2 separate regions of the Lactuca sativa genome follow, and region 2 is linked to region 1. A link is a contact called in public Hi-C data. All regions are on one chromosome and are shown on one strand. The core of a region is the stretch at or near the end of the contact, and the rest is flanking DNA. Distances in the headings are between cores, read along the strand shown.

The links. A called contact is a pair of places that touch in the nucleus more often than the background predicts.
Region 2: a contact with region 1 is called in a Hi-C map of leaf, with 5 times the contacts expected there. The contact joins the promoter of LOC111903108 here to the promoter of LOC111903110 in region 1. A contact is called at or near these places in 2 of 4 Hi-C or Micro-C datasets (both in leaf).

What each region holds. Positions count from the first base shown.
Region 1 is chr3:133,467,087-133,469,991 of Lsat_Salinas_v11, reverse strand. LOC111903110 (protein SHORT-ROOT) reads right to left here and starts at 1,476. Exons shown (of 1, transcript XM_023898897.3): 1 at 1-1,476. The coding sequence starts at 1,380.
Region 2 is chr3:133,781,704-133,784,551 of Lsat_Salinas_v11, reverse strand. It overlaps LOC111903108 (peptidyl-prolyl cis-trans isomerase CYP65), which reads left to right and starts at 1,533. Exons shown (of 11, transcript XM_052769396.1): 1 at 1,533-1,908; 2 at 2,028-2,090; 3 at 2,547-2,650; 4 at 2,744-2,835. The coding sequence starts at 1,781.

The sequences.
Region 1 (2,905 bases), core at 227-2,726:
CGCTTCGAAGTAAACCCTAAACCATCTTAAACATTCTTGAAAACCTCTCACGAATTCAAACCCATCTGTACCCACATCCAAATCAGCTTCTTCATCAACGATGGTGATGATTTTCGGATTTAATCCTCTAAATGTTGATATCAAGTAATCTCGACGATGATTGTTGACAGAACGTAACGTGCCGTTTAAGTTAATCGCAAGAGCTTCATCGTCTTGTATTCCCAGTTGACTCAAATTCAGTTCGGATAAGTCTCCAGTATGGTGTATTACGTGGAATTTGAAAGGGACACCCATTAATCTAGCGAATTTTTCCATCCGATTTCCGATCTCTCTCATAACCTTTTGTACTCCGGTGCCGGAATCCGCAGCGCCACCACCGGATTTGGTTGCGATTACCGTCGTAAGACGGAGATGTGGTGTTTCATCGGTGCGAGTTGCAATAGCTTCAAGCAAAGTCGGCCATTGGGTACAGTAGGTGTTGCTTACATCAATTATATGCAGTTTGCTCTCGCCGTCGAACGCCTCCATGATCGCTCCATTACAAGCTACATGTCCAAACGTCGTCCAAGGGCTGACTTCTTGAAATTTCAGCACCAGTTTTCTTGTTGACTCAAACGAACACATTTTATCCGACGCCGACGTCAAAGTCCGGTAAGATCGGTCGCCGGAATCCGTCATACGGCTGAAAAGCGCTTGAAGGAAATAAGACGACAGCTTTTGATCAGTGTCTCCATATGGAGAACTAAGCTCGTTAAGCATCCACATCAGTTGCTGTAATCGACCGCTGTTTTTATCCGCCACCGCACGGGCGGCGTCTAGTAGAACATCGGCGGACCAGGTGTTGCCGGAGAAGGAATTAGAGAACTCAGCGGTGACATCACGCGCTGGAGAGTACGAGTAGTTAATGTTGGGATCAGACGACTGTTGATGTTCGGAAGAAGAGAAGCCATAGTAGGACAACGACGGCGGAGGAGGGGTGTTGGTGTTGGTGGTGCTGGTTGTGGGCGTCGGCGTACCGGAAGACTGGTGGTGGAAGGTTTGTGGTTGTTGAGAAGAGTAGTACTGATTTTGGTGGGGGTGCCTTGAGGAAGAAGATGAGAAATCTTCTTCATCCATGAAAAAGTTGAAGCATTCTTCTTGATCTTCTCCTTGTTGGTAATTAAAGTGATATGGAGGTTGGGTGGAAGATCTTGAACTGCTTGAAGTTCTACTGGTGGAGTTGATAGAATGATGTTGTTGTTGGTGTTGGTGGAGATGATGATGATGATGATGATGGGAGGGTTGTTTTTGGAGGCTTACAAGCCTAAAGAGAGTGTCATAATAACTAGACATAACACAAATTAACACAACAGGAAGATGATCAAGATCTATAAATGGCATGCATGTGTGTGTTGTATGTGTGTGTGAGTGTGCGTTTGTGGGGTGTGTGGGGATGTTTTGAAGGAAATTGGATACGGAGAGAGAGAGAGAGAGAGAGAGAGAGAGAGAGAGAGAGAGGAGAGAGAGAGAGAGAGAGGAGAAGTGAGAGAGAGAGAGAGAGAGAGAGAGAGAGAGAGAGAGGAGATGAGAGAGAGAGTGAGGAGAGAAGAGAGAGAGAGAGAGAGAGAGAGAGAGAAGAGAGAGAGAGAGAGAGAGAGAGAGAGAGAGAGAGAGAGAGAGGAGGAGGAGGAGGAAGAATGTGAAGTTGGATTTAAGCTTATGGTTTTATTAGTTTTCATGCAAGATTGCTATTAATTTGGTCAAATGTCTTTGAAGCCATTTTTGTGCTTTTGGGGTAATCAATGAAAATTCAAATGGGCTTTTTTTAGAAAAGAAATATGTTTTATTGATTAAATTATAAAGTTAGTCTCTTTGTTGGTCCTTTTTCTTTTGATTTTGGTTCAAGTTCCCGTCTTTCTATCCATAGTATTGAACAAGAGCATTAGAAGTAGAGGGATCGATTGTCGAAGAGCAACGAGTTCGAAGAAACGGTTATATAGTATGATAAAAAATTTACTTGGTGTTTTGTTTGCAAAAATATTTACAAAGGAATTGAAATCTATCAAATAATATGAGTGTGTTATGAATTGTAATGTAATTGCATATTATGATTGGAATACGATTTCATATTCGGTTTGGTCAACATTAAATATAACTGAAATAATATAAAATGACATAATTGATCCATTTTGTTTTTTTTTTTTGATTGATTTTATTTTGTTTTCTAATTTTATATGGAAAGATATGTCAAATAAATTATAAAAATAGTAAATTGTTCTGGTGGGTGGTGTTCGCAGTTATAGTGATGGTGGTGGTGGTGGCAGTGACAAAGATGGTGATCGTGGTGGTGAAGGTGACGGTATAGCGGTGGTTGGTGGTGGTGGAGATAGTGATGGTGGTTATGATAACGGTCAGTAACGGTGGTGATAATGGAGGTGGTAGTGACAGTGCTATTGATGATATGTGATAGTGGTAGAATAAAAATGGTATTATAGTAATCTTGAACTCTCCTTTATGAAAAAAAAAATCGATAATATTTTCTTTTATGGAACAAATTTTTCCTCGTTTGATGGAAATATCATCTAATTAAGGAATTTAATTCTTTAGCAAATATGAACGACAACTTAGGAATCCGGTGAAATTGGATTCCAACTCCCTTTAATTCCTAACGATTCCAATGAACATATAGTTTTTGCGCAATGTTTTAAAAATCGGTTTTAAGCGAACCGGGTATGTTGATCGGTTTTCCCAATTTGACCGTCGGGTCAACCGGTTTCTATAATTTTTATTTGTTTTTCTTATTCTCCTACACATACATGCATACATACATAAATCATAAATTTGATGTCTATAAGTTCAAATATTAAAAATACATATAAAAATAAGTTATAGATCAATCCAAATACATTTAAATAACACATAATCA
Region 2 (2,848 bases), core at 284-2,783, 310 kb before region 1:
AGGATTTATATTCTTAAAGTTTTAACAGTAAAACCTTTTTTTCACATGATCAAGCATAGTCACACCTAGTGATGTATTCATACTTTTCACATAAAAGTAATTACTTTGCTATGTACCCAAAAGTCCACATGTACTCAAATGGCTAATTAGTGAAGACTAACTATTGTCGCGACCTAAAGTCTTGTGTGTCTTGTGTTGCTTTCCACTTATCACCTTGTCCAAACCTATTCAAACAGTTACTAAGATCCTTAGAACTTGTACAAACTTATCATCACTTCTACCACAATGGTCATTTATTTAACCATTAATCGAGCCCGGTAACCATTTGTTGCCAAACTCACCAAGTCCCATACTACAACAACTACGTTGTTTAACCCCGTACACCGTCAGTCTGATTACTCACTTTAAATCGCTATGTAGATTATGGTTTATAATCCTCATTAACCAACTAAGAATTCCACCAGGAATTCATTCCTCCAACGTATCCTTCACGTTCATAATAACACCATATTACAGACTCTACAAACCAACTTGGGTTCTAACAACCTTATCATAACGACGTTACATAATTATATCTACATAATAACGAGACAAGAGGATAACTTATCTCGCTCCGTAATCGATACATTGTATACCGGCATCAATATGTACTCCCATAAATTACATGTCGCCGCTTAAATGCTTGGAGTTCTTGTCAGAAAAAGGTGCAACAAAAGAACACATCAAGCTATTTATACTAAGGCTAAATCATGTGCCGACACGTCGCATCGGGAAGGTGGACGCGTCGCATCCACGTGTCTAGCCTAAAGACCGCTTCGTGTCTCGCCACATGTCAAGCTGCTTGCTACACGTGTCCTACCACCCAGACTAGAAGACACACCACACCATTAGGTACACACATCATGCCTTCGTGTTTGACTTTCTCAAAATGGCATTGTAATTTATAGTTCTCCATTATTGCATTCATACACACTATTTTGCTTAATTTTTCAATTAGAAAGTAATGATTTTCAGGTCGTTACATGGGGCAAGCTCCATTTTAGTAATTATTATCATTAAAAAAGAATTAAACAAAACCATTTCAATTAATATTAAAAAAATTAAAACAAAATACAAAAAAAGTTGAACAAAACTAGAAAAGGTATAATAATCATTTTTTATTCACCCCTAAACTATATGAATGATTTATAACTTACTATTTGTTTTCTACTTATAAATAACAAATACAATATGTTCTAATAATTTGTTTCATTCATTCATTCGATCCAACCAACCATCACAATTACAACAAAGCATAATGATCAAATCTTTTATCTAGCTTAGATCATTATGATCTATTAGATCATTATGTATTCCTTTATTTCTCTTATGACATTCCATTCCATGATTCCAAATAAACCATATTATCTCAAATTTCCTGTGTAATAAAATTTTAATTAATCAAATCTTTTACTTTTCACAATTAGTGGGCCTTAATGTATGGGTTAATACTTAATATCAGAAGCCGCCCATAACAAACAATATTTTTGCAAATTCTTAAAATTAGCTCTTTCTGTGGTTCAGACTTCAGACCACCACCGCAGAATTAAGCCGGCTCGGCGGGATTATTAGCGACCACCGTATCAGATCCAGGAGCTCCGATTTCCGATATCGTTTCTCCATTGGTGGGGATAAGAAAGAAAGAGAATAGAGGGATCTATTTGCACAAATACACTTATTATTCTCGGCGAACTCTCCTGTAAACCCTAATTTGCTCCAAGTTCAGAAATTTCGAAGAAAGATGGGGAAGAAACAACACAGCAAAGACCGGATGTACCTTACGAAGACGGAGTGGGCCACCGAGTGGGGCGGTGCTAAGTCCAAAGAGCTCCGCACACCTTTTAAACGTCTTCCCTTCTATTGCTGCGCGTACTCACTTTCTTCATCTTTGTCTTTTAATTCAAAGTTCTGAAAATTCTATCTGTGTGTATGCTTCCTCTACATATGCGAGTTGAAGATTGACTACATCACTTTCATGAAATTTGCAGCCTCACATTTACTCCATTCGAGGACGCAGTGTGCACTGAGGATGGCAGCGTTTTCGATATCATGTGAGTGTTTATTATTATTATTATTTCAGTGGTTTAGTAATTGTCTTCGAGGATTTGGGATTCATTTTATTGTTGAAGTGTATAGGAGAATCCCACCATGTATGAATAGTTGGAGGAGCTTCAAAGAGCCATAACTCCAAATGGAACCACATAGGAATATAGGATCACGTCAACTCAAATAGAAGTATAGAGCTTTCTTTAACTTGAAATCATTTGTAGATACAGTTGAAGCTTCATTTCAGTTAGCATATATTCTTTTTTCACCTTCTGTTGGGGCTTTCCCTAAGCCACTGACTTAAGTTACACTGAATGAATAACATTCTGGGAATTGAGATTGCTATAAATGTACAGCCTAACATAGTTTTTAAGTCTACATTCTCTATTTGTATCTTGTTTGTTCTCTATTTTTCACAAATCTCTAGTTTTTAAACTCAATTATGAAATTTGGTGATGTAGGCACATAGTCCCCTACATAAGGAAATATGGAAAGCATCCTGTTTCTGGAATTCCTCTCAAACAAGAAGATCTCATCCCACTAACATTTCATAAAAACTCTGAAGGTATCATTCCATTATACTATACATGTTTTTTCTTTCTAATAACATTCTTGATATTCCTCATCTTCTTAAAAAACCCATTTTTCTATATTCTAGGAGAGTATCATTGCCCTGTATTAAACAAGGTTTTCACAGAGTTCACACACATTGTTGCCATAAAGACAACCGGAAATGTCTTCTCCTACGAGGTTTATTTATTTA